Regions from separate parts of the Callithrix jacchus genome. Here region 1 is linked to region 2. The links are chromatin contacts, called in public Hi-C maps. All regions are on one chromosome and are shown on one strand. Each heading gives the region's core, a stretch centred on a gene start, on an enhancer-like site or on the middle of the called end of the contact. The rest is flanking DNA. Distances are from core to core; before and after follow the strand shown.

Region 1 (2,700 bases), core at 157-2,656, 130 kb before region 2:
TGCCTCATGCTCATGGTGCTGGGTGCTTGAGGACTGAGGCCAGAGTAGAAGGCAGTCACAGCTCACCCCATGATGACATGGACATGAACTCTTTTAACAGAAAGGAGCCTGCAGAGTTTCCTGGAATTTTACAGTGAACAATTCAATGGCACTTAATACAATTAGTGTTACACAGCCTACCTGGTTCCAAAACATGTCCATCACTCCAAAATGCCTCCGTTAAGCACTCCTTCCCCCTCCTCCCAGTCTCCGGCAACCACCTATCTGCTTTCTGGTTTTAATATCTTTTTTTAAAAAGTTCAAGTAGTTGGCCAGGCAAGGTGGCTCACACCTATAATCCCAGCACTTTGGGAGGCCAAGGTAGGTGGATCACATGAGGTCAGAAGTTTAAGACCAGCCTGGCCAACATAGTGAAACCCTATCTCTACTAAAAATACAAAAATTAGCTGGGCTTGGTGGTGCTCGCCTATAGTCCCAGCTACTGGGGAGGCTGAGGCAGGAGAATCACTTGCCCCCAGTAGGTAGAGATTTCAGTCAGCCAAGATGGAGCCACTGCACTCCATCCTGGGCAAGAGAGCAAGAATTTGTCTTTAAAAACAAATTAATAAAAAAGTAGTTACATTTAGTAAAACTCAAACTTTCTGGTTTTTGGTTTTGCGTGTTTTGACAAATGCACAGTTTCCTATACACCACTATGATCAAGATACGATTTTAAAAAGAATAAAAGGAAAGCAAAATTAAAAAACAAAAAGATATGAATTGGTTCCTTTATCTCCAATGTCCCCCATGCCCCTTGGTGTTTAATTCAGCCCATAAGAGCCACTGATCTAATTCTCTGTTGCTGTAGTCTTACCTGTGACAACATGTCATGTAAATGGAATAATCCACTCTTTTGAGTCTGGCTTCTTTGCACTGCAGCTAATTTTCTCTTAGTGAGATTATCCAGGTAAATTTACATAGGATCTGGCCCGGCACAGCGACCCCTTTCGGCCAGGTGCGAAACGGCAGGCCCGACGGTTCCCGCGCAGCTTCTAAGGTTCAACAGAGGGCGCAGTGCGCCCAGAACGCCCAGCCCCTGCGAGAGCGAAGGCTCCTCTCTGTCGGTGCGGGACAGCCCAGTTCTCATAGGTCAGAGGCGTGGCTTGGGGGCGGGCCACCCCGCCTCCCCCGACTTGCCCAAGCGCGCCCGGGGATGGTAGGCGGTCTCACCCGCAGGCGGCGGAAGTCAGGGGCGCGGCTGCGGCCCCGCCTTTTCCCGGACTCGCCCCGCCCCTTCGCTCGCGCGCTTGTTTCCTGACGCCTCAGGCCAGGGCGGGCGCGCTCCCGCCACCATGGTCGTCTTGCCCCGCCCTCTTCCCCGCCCCCGCGCCTAACGCCCGCGCGCTCTCACGCACGCCCCGCGCGCAGACGCCGCCGGCGCGTTTCCTGCCCACCCTGGGAACAGGTGGTTACGGCACCCGGGTACGGAGTTTGCGCTGAGGAAAGGTTCTAGACGCCACCGTAAAAAAAAAAAAAAATCGAGAAACAGGTGACAGGATTTTTCGTAAGACGTTTAATTTTTACCCAAAGTATCCGAGACATTGCCGTGTCAGGCTGAGTGCGATAGGTGACTCCCGGCCTCAAGGAGCTCGGGCCCGCGGAAGAGGAGGCCCCCGCGCCGGGCCGGGAGGTCGGACTTGACGTTTTTGTGAAGCACAGGGGGCGTGGGACGGACCGGATCAATGCGACACTCAACAGAACCTGTTCTTAAAAGGGTCCTGCTGTGTCGCGTAGGGTGGAGTGTAGGGTGGTGCGTAGGGTGGTGCGATCTCGGCTCACTGCACCCTTTACCTCCCGGGCTCAGGCGATCCTACCGCCTCAGCCTCCGGAGTAGCTGGGACCACAGGCACACGCCACCAGCTCGGCTAATTTTAATTTTTTCGTAGAGACGGGCCTCAGCATGTTGTCTAGGCTATCGTGGAACTCCCGACCTCAAGCGATCCTCTTGCCTTAGTCCCCAGAGTGCTGAGATTACAGGCGTGAGCCACTGCTCTGGGGCCAGAAGCCTTTTATTGGCGTACTAGGTAACAATTTCAGAAGAGGGTGCATAGCTTAGGCTCTCCCTGAATTTTCACAACTGGACATACACCCACGTAGCCGGCGACCCTAGCAAGCCCCAGAAGTGGCCTAATGCTTGCTTTCTGCCGCTAGCCCGCAAGCAGTTTGTTGTCTTTCAGATTTTTAATTTTTGAAATAATTGTATAAATGTACAGGGTTGGTGGTTCTAGCCTGTAATCCCAGCTACTTGAGAGTCCGAAGGGGCAAGATGGCTTTAGCCCTGAATATCTGGATCACCCTGGACAACATAGCAAGACTTGATCTGTATTTTCTTTTTTTTTTTGTGACAGAGCCTCTGTCACCCAGGCTGGAGTGCAGTGGACTTCCGCCTCCTAGGTTCAAGCGATTCTCCTGCCTCTGCCTCCTGAGTATTTGGGATCATAGGTGTGCGCCACCACAGCCACCTATTTTTTTTTTTGTATTTTTAGTAGAGATGGGTTTCACCATGTTGGCCAGGGTGGTCTCAATCTCCTGACCTCATGATCTGCCCACTTTGATCTTCCAAAGTGCTGGGATTACAGGCGTGAGCCAGGAGCCCAGGCTGTTTTTTTAAAGCAAGCTGTATAGGGAGATCACCCAGTCTCCCCCATGTTAACATCTTGC
Region 2 (2,799 bases), core at 238-2,737:
TCGTCGGTGGGCCCAGTTTTGGAGGCTTGGGCCGCGGAGGTCACCCCGTGAGCAGGTCCAGGGCCCGCCGAGTGCCCCGGGGCGCGCATTCGTTGCTTATAGAGCCAGGGGCGCCGCCCGGGAGGGAACTCCAACGGTTGGAAACTTCGATTTATCCCACAGGCGTGCCGAGTGGGAAGGCAGCATTTTGATTTCCCAAACGTTGCGCCCAGCGGCTCCTTCCACGGCAGGCGCCTTCAGGTCTCTCCATGGGGTCGGGGCTCCCGGTGTCGCGCGGTGTCCCGCAGTGCCCGAAGAGCCCGCAGTGCCCGCAGCGCGCTGCCTTGGACAGGCGCCGCCCGGGGCGGAGGGCGGAGCCGGGCGCGCGCCCGCCCCGCCCCGCAGCCCCGAGCCCGGTGCGCGCACCAAGGCGGGGCGGCGCGCGGCCGGTGCGCGTGTCCGGGGCCCGGAGGCGGCGGCGGCGTGCGCGGGCCGCGCGTGCGCGCTGCAGCGGGGCGAGGGGCGGCGCGGGCGCGCGTCTGTCAGTGACAGCGGGCGGGGCAGGGGCCGGAGATGGTGGCGGCGGCGGCGGCTCTTCCGACATGAGGCAGCGGCCGCGGGGGACACGGCGGCGGGCGCGGCGGCGGCCGCGTCTCTAGCTCGGGGAGGCGGCCCCCGGCGCGGGCTGGCGGGCGGGCGTCCCGGCCGGCGTCGCGGGAGCCCGGCTCTGAGGTAGCGTCCGCACCGCCGCCCGGCGAGTGGCCCGCGCCCTCGGCTCCCCGCGCTCGGTCCCGGGACAGCGGCGGCCCCGGCGGGGGCGGCGGCGCGCTCGGGGGAAGCAGGCCCCGCTAGACGGGCCGCGCCGACGGGCTCCGCGCACTCGCGGCCAGGGGCGCCCCCACCCCCAGCGCCCGCCGCGGCGAGCAGGGCGGGCCCGGAGCGCGGGGGGCGGCCCAGGGAGCGCGGGCCCGGGGCGCCCGCCGAGGCTCGCGGCTCCTGTGGGGGCCGGGGCCGGGGCCCGCAGCGCGCTGCCTTTGACGCATCGGAGCGCGGCTCCTGCAGGATGGAGGGCTCCGCGCCGCCGGCGGAGTTGTTTGTGCGCAGGCGGCTCGCGGGGCTGGGAGCGCTCAAGGTCTGAACTTCCCTCCGGAGCCGCAGCTGGAGGAGGCGAGCGCGCGGGGAGTAGAAGCCGTGCGGCGCGGAGGCCACCCTCGGGGCGAGCGGCGCGGAAGGCGAGCGGGCACCGCGGTCTGGGACTCACGGCAGCCACGCGTCGGGGACCCCCGGGCGCTCTAGGTCTGTACCGAGCGGTTCGCGTCCGCCTCGAAGCGGGGGCGGTGGGGGCACGGCTGAGCCGGGATCCACACACAGTTTCGGGGAGCCTCTGGTGCCTTTCCTAGCCGCGTGCTGGAGCCGCCCCTTAGGACGGCAGCGAGTCCCCGGCCCCTAGGTGTGCGTGTCCAGGTGGGAGCGCCACTAACTCTCCCCGTTTTGCTGGCAGGTACTGGTGACCCCGGCCGGGGCAGGCCCCGGGACTCGGCAACATGGCTTCCCCGCCCCACCAGCAGCTGCTGCATCACCACAGCACCGAGGTGAGCTGCGACTCCAGCGGGGACAGCAACAGCGTGCGCGTCAAGATCAACCCCAAGCAGCTGTCCTCCAACAGCCACCCCAAGCACTGCAAGTACAGCATCTCCTCCAGCTGCAGCAGCTCCGGGGACTCCGGGGGTGTCCCCCGGCGAGTGGGCAGCGGAGGCCGCCTTCGCAGGCAGAAGAAGCTCCCCCAGCTGTTCGAGAGGGCCTCCAGCCGCTGGTGGGACCCCAAGTTCGACTCGGTAAACCTGGAGGAGGCCTGCCTGGAGCGCTGCTTCCCGCAGACCCAGCGCCGGTTCCGGTATGCACTCTTCTACATTGGCTTTGCTTGCCTTCTGTGGAGCATCTATTTTGCGGTCCACATGAGATCCAGACTGATCGTCATGGTCGCCCCCGCTCTGTGCTTCCTCCTGGTGTGCGTGGGCTTCTTTCTGTTTACCTTCACCAAGCTGTACGCCCGGCATTACGTGTGGACCTCGCTGGCCCTCACCCTGCTGGTGTTCGCCCTGACCCTGGCTGCACAGTTCCAGGTCTTGACGCCTGTCTCAGGACTGGGCGACAGCTCCAATCTGACGGCTGCAGCCCAGCCCACGGACACGTGCTTATCTCAAGTGGGGAGCTTTTCCATGTGCATCGAAGTGCTCTTCTTGCTCTACACCGTCATGCACTTGCCTTTGTACTTGAGCTTGTGTCTGGGGGTGGCCTACTCTGTCCTTTTCGAGACCTTTGGCTACCATTTCCGGGATGAAGCCTGCTTCCCCTCGCCCGGAGCCGGGGCCCTGCACTGGGAGCTGTTGAGCAGGGCGCTGCTCCACGGTTGCATCCATGCCATCGGGGTCCACCTGTTCGTCATGTCCCAGGTGAGGTCCAGGAGCACCTTCCTCAAGGTTGGACAGTCCATCATGCACGGGAAGGACTTGGAAGTGGAGAAAGCCCTTAAAGAGAGGATGATTCACTCCGTGATGCCAAGAATCATAGCCGACGACTTAATGAAGCAGGGGGATGAGGAGAGTGAGAATTCTGTCAAGAGGTATGCCACCTCGAGCCCCAAGAATAGGAAGAAGAAGTCTTCCATACAAAAAGCTCCTATTGCCTTCCGCCCTTTTAAGATGCAGCAGATCGAGGAAGTCAGTATTTTATTTGCAGATATCGTGGGCTTCACCAAGATGAGTGCCAACAAGTCCGCCCACGCCCTGGTGGGTCTCCTGAACGATCTGTTCGGTCGCT

The links. A called contact is a pair of places that touch in the nucleus more often than the background predicts.
Region 1: a contact with region 2 is called in a Hi-C map of skeletal muscle, with 8 times the contacts expected there. The contact joins the promoter of SRL here to the enhancer-like site in region 2. A contact is called at or near these places in 2 of 3 Hi-C or Micro-C datasets (both in skeletal muscle).

Annotation. Positions count from the first base shown.
Region 1 is chr12:6,357,852-6,360,551 of calJac240_pri, reverse strand. It overlaps SRL (sarcalumenin), which reads left to right and starts at 1,406. Exons shown (of 6, transcript XM_078344544.1): 1 at 1,406-1,528.
Region 2 is chr12:6,227,464-6,230,262 of calJac240_pri, reverse strand. ADCY9 (adenylate cyclase 9) reads left to right here. Exons shown (of 12, transcript XM_054242529.2): 3 at 1,481-2,799. The coding sequence starts at 1,524. Among named protein-coding and RNA genes, the nearest start is that of ADCY9, 13 kb to the left of the region's middle. Within about 2 kb of position 1,487, at least 10 of the 16 cell types and tissues checked have an H3K27ac peak or open chromatin away from gene starts, as enhancers often do. A contact at or near this core is called in skeletal muscle, where this site is marked.